Linked DNA regions of Ovis aries: region 2 is linked to region 1. The links are chromatin contacts, called in public Hi-C maps. All regions are on one chromosome and are shown on one strand. Each heading gives the region's core, a stretch centred on a gene start, on an enhancer-like site or on the middle of the called end of the contact. The rest is flanking DNA. Distances are from core to core; before and after follow the strand shown.

Evidence for each region. A called contact is a pair of places that touch in the nucleus more often than the background predicts.
Region 2: a Hi-C map of hypothalamus shows a contact between it and region 1, with 4 times the contacts expected there. The contact joins two enhancer-like sites. A contact is called at or near these places in 4 of 16 Hi-C or Micro-C datasets (hypothalamus, omental adipose tissue and tail adipose tissue).

What each region holds. Positions count from the first base shown.
Region 1 is chr2:149,475,841-149,480,359 of ARS-UI_Ramb_v3.0, reverse strand. RBMS1 (RNA binding motif single stranded interacting protein 1) reads right to left here. Exons shown (of 14, transcript XM_060409830.1): 14 at 3,426-4,519. Among named protein-coding and RNA genes, the nearest start is that of ITGB6, 78 kb to the left of the region's middle. Within about 2 kb of position 1,484, at least 16 of the 54 cell types and tissues checked have an H3K27ac peak or open chromatin away from gene starts, as enhancers often do. A contact at or near this core is called in hypothalamus, where this site is marked.
Region 2 is chr2:149,632,313-149,636,357 of ARS-UI_Ramb_v3.0, reverse strand. It overlaps ITGB6 (integrin subunit beta 6), which reads right to left. Exons shown (of 15, transcript NM_001113772.1): 14 at 2,708-2,874. Among named protein-coding and RNA genes, the nearest start is that of PLA2R1, 31 kb to the left of the region's middle. Within about 2 kb of position 2,552, at least 8 of the 54 cell types and tissues checked have an H3K27ac peak or open chromatin away from gene starts, as enhancers often do. A contact at or near this core is called in hypothalamus, where this site is marked.

The sequences.
Region 1 (4,519 bases), core at 235-2,734:
TGTGGGCTTCCCATTACGGTGGCCTCTCTTGTTGCGGAGCATCGGCTCTAGGGTGTGTGGGCTTCAGTAAGTAGCACACAGGCTCAGTAGTTGTAATTCATGGGTTCAGTTGCTCCACAGGCATGTGGAATCTTCCTGGACCAGGGATTGAACCTGTGTCCCCTGCATCGGCAGGTGGGTTTTTATTCACTGCACCACCAGGGACGTTCTTTAGATTTTGTATTTCATGCCTTGAAAACGTTTTCATTTAAAAATGACTATGGCATGTCTTTATTCGAATCAATTGTCGTGACATACACAAAACAAGACCCAAGCTTTAATTGGCTGCAAGCTTTAAGAACTGAGATGTCAAGAAGGAAATGATTTCATCTGCAACAGAGGGACAGAGTTTTCCTGGGGTTCTGGATTTTATCCCGAGTCACTGTGGTCCATCTGGAGGGTGAGCTGCTGGTGTGGAGTGTGGAGCCAGAGCTAATGAGGGACAGTTAAAGCTGCAAGGAGTGTTTAACCCAGAGATCTGTGAAGCCAGAGCTGTCCACATTTGAGGGATGACTGACTTGTCTCATTTTTTAAGAAGATTTTTAAAGCAAATGCCATACATTAAAATAGACTTTTTTGGGTGTACAGCACTATGAATTTTAGCACATATATAGATTTGGGTAACCACCACCATCAGGATAAAAACAGGTTCTTCCTCCCCCAAACTCTCCCATGCTATCCCTTCATGGGCACAGCCTCCTGTCCCCATTAACTCTGGCAATCACTGACATGTCCTCTGTCACTATGCTTTCTTCAGAAATGGGAATGACGGACTTAACTCTGTGGCATCTCAGTTGGCAGAACTAAGGCTGATTGATAGGTAGAAATTAACAAAGATGCAAACTTGACTTTTTAAGCAAGTTTGAGAGCTGGCCCAAAAAGATACAGGAAGCCAAGAAAGGTGGGAAGTACCCCGTACCTGTACGTATTCAAGCAGAAGTGATTTCAGGAATCCTAGGGGGTAGGAGATACCTGTAGTCTCCTTTATATGTATCTTGTGCAAATGAGCAGTGGAATAACCTAGATCAAATCTCAAAACACAATAATAATAAAATGGAGCAATAGCATTAGAGCTTGTATTTAATCCAAAGCCACCTGTTTTCAATTCTGAGCAGCCCGGAGACCTGCCAGCACTTTCTTGCACTTGGAGTCATAAGGTCTGGCAAGGTTTTTGGCTCCCTCCCTGACTCCAGCTTCCTTGAATCTTAAGTCATGTAAGTTACTTGCCAGTCTCAGCAACAATGCTCTCAGAAGGGAGCTGCCAGCATTGGGCAACACTTCTTACCATTAACCCCCAGTTCAAGTAGCCTGTAATCCCCAGCGGTGTGCACACCTCAATTTCCACCAGCGGCGCCCCCTCCGAGGCCTCCGAGGCCGGGGTCTCCTGCCTTCGGATCTCACATATGCAGGTGAAGAGTGACAAAGTCCTCCCTCTAGTGGCTTAAGTGGGAACACTCCCGGGCCCTGTTAAGATCCAGAGCATCCTGATGGGAGACAATCTGGAGCCATTCCACAGGACTGAAATTCCATTGCCTGGCCAAGATCACCCACAGGAAGGATGGGCGCACAGCACCACCCCCTAGCTGTGCACTGGACCCCCTGGGCATTGGCCTGCAGCCTGCCCGGGCTGCCCAGTGGGGACGCCAGTGTCCCCCTACTCCCTTGCTTATCTCATCACATTGCTATTCAAGGGGAAGAAACTACTCGGCTTTTCTTTAACTCTGGCTCTGAGATTTCCTGCTTCACCTACTTGTCATCTTCTGAAGCTTTTCGTGAATTGTGGGAGGAGGGTGGTGGTGACTAGTCTGTGATCTTTATCCAAGGCCCCTGGATCTTCTCCTTTTTGGCTATTTCGGTGGAATGAGGCTATTGCGGTCTCATTTGAACATTTTTCAGCCCCTGCTCAGGCTGGGAGGCATGGCCTTTCCGTGTGACTTTTTAAGCAGCATTTATGAAATTTGAGAGGAGGTGGAATGCAGGCTCCAGTGGATATAGCCTGCTCCACTGCCCTTGAAAGGCATGGGAGGAAACGGGGCTCCCATCCACCACTGCTCTCTCATTTTGGCCCATAAAGAGGGAAGGAGGCACACCAGGGAGCTGCTGCCAGTTTCCTCCCTGCCTTCCAAGGCAAGAATTCCACCCCGCTGCTTGGACCCTGGCCCCTGATGATGGCCCGAGGAACCTGGGGTTAATCCCCAGGGGTGCCACAGGTCCTCTTTCTGTGTGTAAGCGATAGCTCCTTTTTTATTCATCAGCAATCTGGCTTGCTCGGCCCTGTTGTTCAGATAGAAAAGGTGCTCTGAAAAAGCATTTATCAGTTTCTGTATGAATGACAGCCTCTGGGTGTCCCAGGACTCCAATGACATGAGCCATCTTAAAAGAATAAAAATGAGGTTAACAAAACCTAAGGAGCGCAGTAGTATTTTTTTCCTGTCTCTGGCCGGTGGTCCTATGAAGAAGCATGGGGACACCAAGAACATGAGATCACACTGTTTACATTCTTGGTAGCTTGCCTTCATCTCAACGAGGCCACACTTTGCTCCGGCCCCGACATCTTCCCCTCTGATGCACTGGTTATCATCAGAGAACCTGGCTTCCTTTACTCAAGGAGCCAGAGAGGACTGGGGCTTTCTCAGCTCTGGCAAGTGAAGTGCTCTAAACCTCTTGTATTTAATTCACATATCACATTGCATTGGAGGCAGACAGAAATGGGAGGCTACGGATATTTTTCTTGCCCATTCCTTTCATCAGGACAGAGTCATTGGGCAGCAGAAAAAGAAACCTTTATAACTACACTAAAATATTTCATTTACCTTGGGTAAAAGTCAAGTTCTTATACTAAGAGTCTCTCATAAAGCATGTCAGCGTGGGAAAGAGAGTCGTGTCTTTCCTCCATGAATGTTGCACCAGAGCCTCCTACTGGGCACAGCCAAACGAGGTCACTAAAGGAGGCCCAAGTCATCAAGGCAGGGGTAAGACCATCTTGAAATCCTTACCTGTGAACCTGCTTATTAAACAGTGACAGTTTTTATTCTGCCCCCCTTGCTGGGCAATGACAGCACCACAGTCAAAAGGTAGCAGGAAGGAAGGAGGAAAGGGATATGGTTCTTTGACCTTTAAGGACAGACCAAAGGTGGAATTTGCTGAGGGGAAACGTGGTGAGCTAATGGTTGTCCTTGCGTCCATGAACTGAAATAGCCAAAAATGAGACAGTGGGATGGTTTTTCCAATTCTTTTAAAGGAAATGTATTTTGAATATGTACTGAATCTAAAATAATTTTCAACTCAATTTCCAACCAATTCACTGAACTAAAGGAAGAGATCAGAAATGAAATGAAATTCTGATATACATTTAATCTAACCTAAAAAGAAACTGACAGGAAAAATAAAATTTCAGATGTTTTTTATTCAAAGGTTTTCAAAAGAAATAAAACAGAAAAAAGCTAACAATCTGATCAAATGTACAGTTCAAAAATGTCTTTTGGCGTTTAACAACAAGTCCTAGGAAAGAAAACTACAGAGTTATCTTGAACCGGACAAATAAGTTACCACTGGCAAGTTTGTGGCACTAGTAAAACAAAAATAAAAAATTAACTCTCTTGATCATATAGATATCTCTATGAAAATCTTTTTTTTTCAATCTGTACAAAAGGTCTTTCTTCATAAATTAATTTTTTTATAATTTAATGGCTGTCTACTATGTGATGTTTAACTGATTTTTTTTTTCTTTTTTTATGTACAGAGGTTATGTTTCCCAAATCTTACCCAGACGAGTATGGCACTTAGTTCAGACATTTCTAGCAGCAGATTTTCCCTCCTCTCTAACTGAGCTATCAAATTTCTGTCTTAACTAATGCAAAAATATCAAGTAGTGAGAGACCCAGGTTTATAACGTACTAGGTACAAAGAGGGTGCTGCGTTCGGTCTGGACTTTCACAAAGCAGTAATATTCCAGGGAGCATAGAACCAATAATACCACAACTTTAAAAAAAGGAAACAAAACAAAAACAAAAACACATTTCTCTTATGACTATGTAATTTTCACTAGAATCTACACTTCTCAGAGCAGCAAGGACTTTTGAAACTATGAAATGTCACTGACATCTATAATCAAATACAAGCATAAATTTTAAGAACTAAAAAATACTCGAAAGAAATAACTGCTTAGGCCTAGCTCCTGAGCTAGGAAGGATTTGGTCTGTGGAAACAGGGAGGGCCAGCAACCTGTCCCAGCACAAAAGAAAATAGACTCTGAGGTAGATAACTGATCACACACAGTTGACCAGACAGGTACACAGTTTTGGAAGACAACTTAATTTACCATTGCTTTTCAAACATACGCAATTGTCTTAATAAAAGAGCTTTAATAACAGTGAATTATCTTCTAGGTACTAAAGTAGAAATAACTGTGTATTTATGAATCAGGAATTTCATAGTTTCAAAATTGGTTTTTCTTTACACTGAACACTTGTAGTGATGA
Region 2 (4,045 bases), core at 1,303-3,802, 150 kb before region 1:
TCTTTCTTATCCAGAGCTCTATCACCTTTAGAGTCTAATGGGGGCCTAGGGGTTGGAAGATCCCACTGTTGTCCCTTGACATCCCCTGGGCTTGAAGACCAAATTCAGTTCTTCAAGAGGCAAAAGGTCTTAGATAAAAACAAAATCAAATCAAAACACCCCAAAATGGATGCACGGAGCAGCATTCTTCTTCTTTTTTTTTTTTTCAAATAGGACATATTAGTGAAATTTGAATTGAATAATTTGAATTAAACCTCTTTTGCATCCAAGTGAATAATTATGACCTAGTCATTATCTAGTCAAGAACATCAAACATTTGTTATTCAAAGAAACTCATTTTAACAGGGAATAATACTTTTCATTTATGCTTTTATCTGTTTAATGCATATTTTAATTCCACTTTCGGTGAAGAGACAACAAAAATTCAGCATTTGAATTTCAGTCATGTTCTACATCCTAAGGGAAAACAATTCATGTTTTGGGGGAAATTAACTGTTAATTAAAATGTTATTTTAAAGATATTAATCATTTGTCAGGATTCATGCCTTTGTAGGAGAACATGAAAAAGTGCTGGTTAGTAGATACACATCATATAATTGCCCAAGTGCTTGTTTTCAGAACACCTGCCTATTATTTCTAGGACAGTCAAGGCTGTGCTTGGAAGAAAAGGCTGCAATTAGGATTTCAGCTCCATCATAAAGCAGCAATTTGGGAAATCTCTTATCCTTTCTGAGCCTCAATTTTCTTACATTCAAAAATGGGAGTATCAAGACTACTGCCTGGGGCTCGTGGTCTTTCAACTAACTACTGCTGTTGCATTTTGTACTAACTTAATCACGCTCTTGTTTGCTTCTTTTCCAAAAATTTTTCCAGTTTAGGTTATTACAGAATACTGAATCGCGTTCCCTGTGCTATATGCAGTAGGTCCTTGTTGATTACCTGTTTTACAATAGTAGTGTGTATGAACCTATGGTGACCGCGGAAATGGGTTGGGTGGGTAAGGGATGGATTGGGGGTTTGAGATTGACATGAACACACTAGTCACATTGTTTAACCCAATTGCCTTCTGATCCCTTCCAGCCATTTTCTTGACAGTTGGTGAGAGTTAAAAACAACATTTATGGCCAGGGAGTCAGGTGAAGTTAATTGCTTCAGTACTTTGGCTTCATAGTACTGGGCTCTAAGTCACCAAACTAACTTGTCAGATTACATTTTTACCTCATTAGAGATAGAAACATTATATCCTCATTGCAAATCCTGATTTTACATTACTAAGGATTTTGTTTAATTAGGAAAAGTCCACACATACACAAAAGAAGAGGAAAGTCATATCATGAACCTCTGTAGACCCATCACCCAGATTCAGGGGTTATCAGGATTTTGCCACAGTTACTTCAACTATTCCTCTCTCTCTCTTTTGGCTGAATTATTGAAGGGCAAACCCAGTTTTCACTTCTTTTTTACTGTAAACCTTAATTATTTTCTATCAAAGCCTCATGCCATTATCCTACCTAACTGAATTAACCATAATTTCTTGCTATCAGTCTAATACCCAGGTCTATACTTTTTTCCAGTTGTCAAAAAATATATATTAGAGTGCTCAAATCAAGATCTAAACAAGATCCATACATTACATTTGGTTGTTGCGTCTAAAGGTATTTTTAATGGGAAGATAAAGCAGGTAAAATTTTCATGGTCTATTGCCCTGCACCATATATTATATTTATTTCAAAATAACTGCACAAGATATAACATCCCTTATTAGGATAAATGTACCTAAAACAGAAAATTCCATTTGCTTTAGGTACGGAAGATATCATTACAGAACTAGAGAAAAAAGCGTTAACATCAATTGTTTGGGGAGATGAACCCAAAGGAGTATTGCATTTGCCTGTATTTTCTCCAGTGATATCATGGTTTTAAGAATCAGCAGTGTAAGGTAATTGCTATCAGATAGCTGGACACACCATTAGAGAGAGAGAGATGAAATTAAAACCATGAAATTGTTTCTATGGGCCTCTAGAAATGTAATTATCTCTCCTGTGGAAAAGAAACACGGAAAATTGGAGTCCTGTTTTGTGTTTGCCCACTGTGAAGAGAAGACACATAAATTATATCTACTGAGTACATATATTTAAAAGTCGATACTTTGGAGGGATTCCCCCCCTCCCCCTCAGGTAGCTGTTTAAAATGGATGCTATTCAGAAAAGCTAACTGGATGGTATTTTAAAAGTCTTCTTGCTTTACTTTTTTAACCTATTATGAGTAATGAGTATTTCCACTGAAATTGGCATGAACTGTCATACTACTCCTGAACATTATTCCATTAGCTCTAACAGCAGATTTATGGACATGTTTAGATGTAGCATGTATGCTTGTCAAATGGGGCCTGCAGGAACCTTCTGGTGGTAAAGAATAAAATGTGTTGCCTTGATGTTCCTAAGTAGCTAACAGTATAAGCAGTTTCATGAGACTCTTTAGGGGAAATCTTCATTGCAATGAGAGACAAATGAATGCTGTGAGGACTGAGTTCCAGATAATGGACAGAGGTCCCTTTGTCCCCAAAGCAGAACAGAAACCAGCTGTTGGGGACGTGGTGAGAGGAGCAGAGAAAGAATGTGACAGTTTAACTCTTAGTGCAGAAGAAATCCAACACCCCTTCTTTCCCTCAGGACAAGGAGCAGCTAGCCCCTAGGTGTGCGCATACCGTTTGCCACTTGGCCTTTGACCTTTCTGCTTCAAATTTGGCAACTTCTTTCCTATCATGAAAAGACACCAGGAGCTTCCAAATGCACAGTAGGGCGACTCCAATAAGAAGAATAGCCAGCGAAACCCCCAACATGATCATGGGAATATTTGGAGGTTTTGGACAGTCTGTGAAAACAAAGAAAATTACATTAAGGAGATTGTTCAATTAATGTTCTGATGCAGAGAAAACACTTCTCATTAAATTTTCAAACCATACTTTTTCTCCAGTAGAGGAAAGATAATAATCTCTTTTGTTTTGCTAAATTTTTAAAAAACAAGTTACTTGTTGAAGGATAGCCCTATTTCTTCAAAGAAAACAAAAGATAGAGTAAGAACTTGATTATTCAAAGCAAATGGATATATACTTGAACGACTGACTCAAAAAGAATTAAAATTCAAAAGAGGGACAATTAATACACATGGAGTATTTAAAGGATCAGTGAAAAGACTGTAGTTTACTAAAGATGACCTCTTCTGAGTATAAGACAAACTAGAAATGGAATGTGTACACACATATACACTTTTTCATGGATTTTCTTGATCGTATAGGAGATTACACTCAAAATTAAATACAACCTACCCCCGAGAAGTACACTACTTGTTCTTCCTTTTAAAATATATAGACAGAAAATAATCATGATTTTCAGTTTTATTTTCACTCTAATGCAGTGCCCTGATGTCTTGGAAAATTCCTGAATTGGGTTCAGGAGAGGTGGGTTCCATTCCCATATGATGGACAGTACCTGCCTGAAATCCATTAAATCTCTCCATCTCTCTGAGCCCCAGTGCCCTTGTCTGTAAAACCAAGGTGTGGGGCTTCAGTGTTCCCTTACCTTCCTGATAAGATTAAGCCCAGGTGCTCATGCTTATTAAACCCACCTCTGAAATTCCTAGACCCATCCCCTGAGATTCTGATTCAGTTGGTTTGGATGAAGCCACAGACTCTTTATTATTAAAAAATCCCAAGTGATTCTTATCTCCAGGGAAGTTTGAGAAATCAGGTGTTCTGTATAGTCCTTTCTACTCAAACATTCTATGAAATGTTATTTTGACTCTATTGATGATACTGATACAATTTTGTAATTATACAGTACCTTCTCTCATTGACAGCAGAATGACTAATAATACTTGCAATAAGCCTGGGAGATGATACATTTCTTAATGAAGCATTATAATTAAGCTCTCCCTCTGCTACCATGGGAAAAAAATCCCCATAAAAATTATCATTAAATATCTGCCTCCCTCTGCAAGAAGTGAGGCAAATTCATGGCATCTCAGGAGGAAACGAATCATGCTT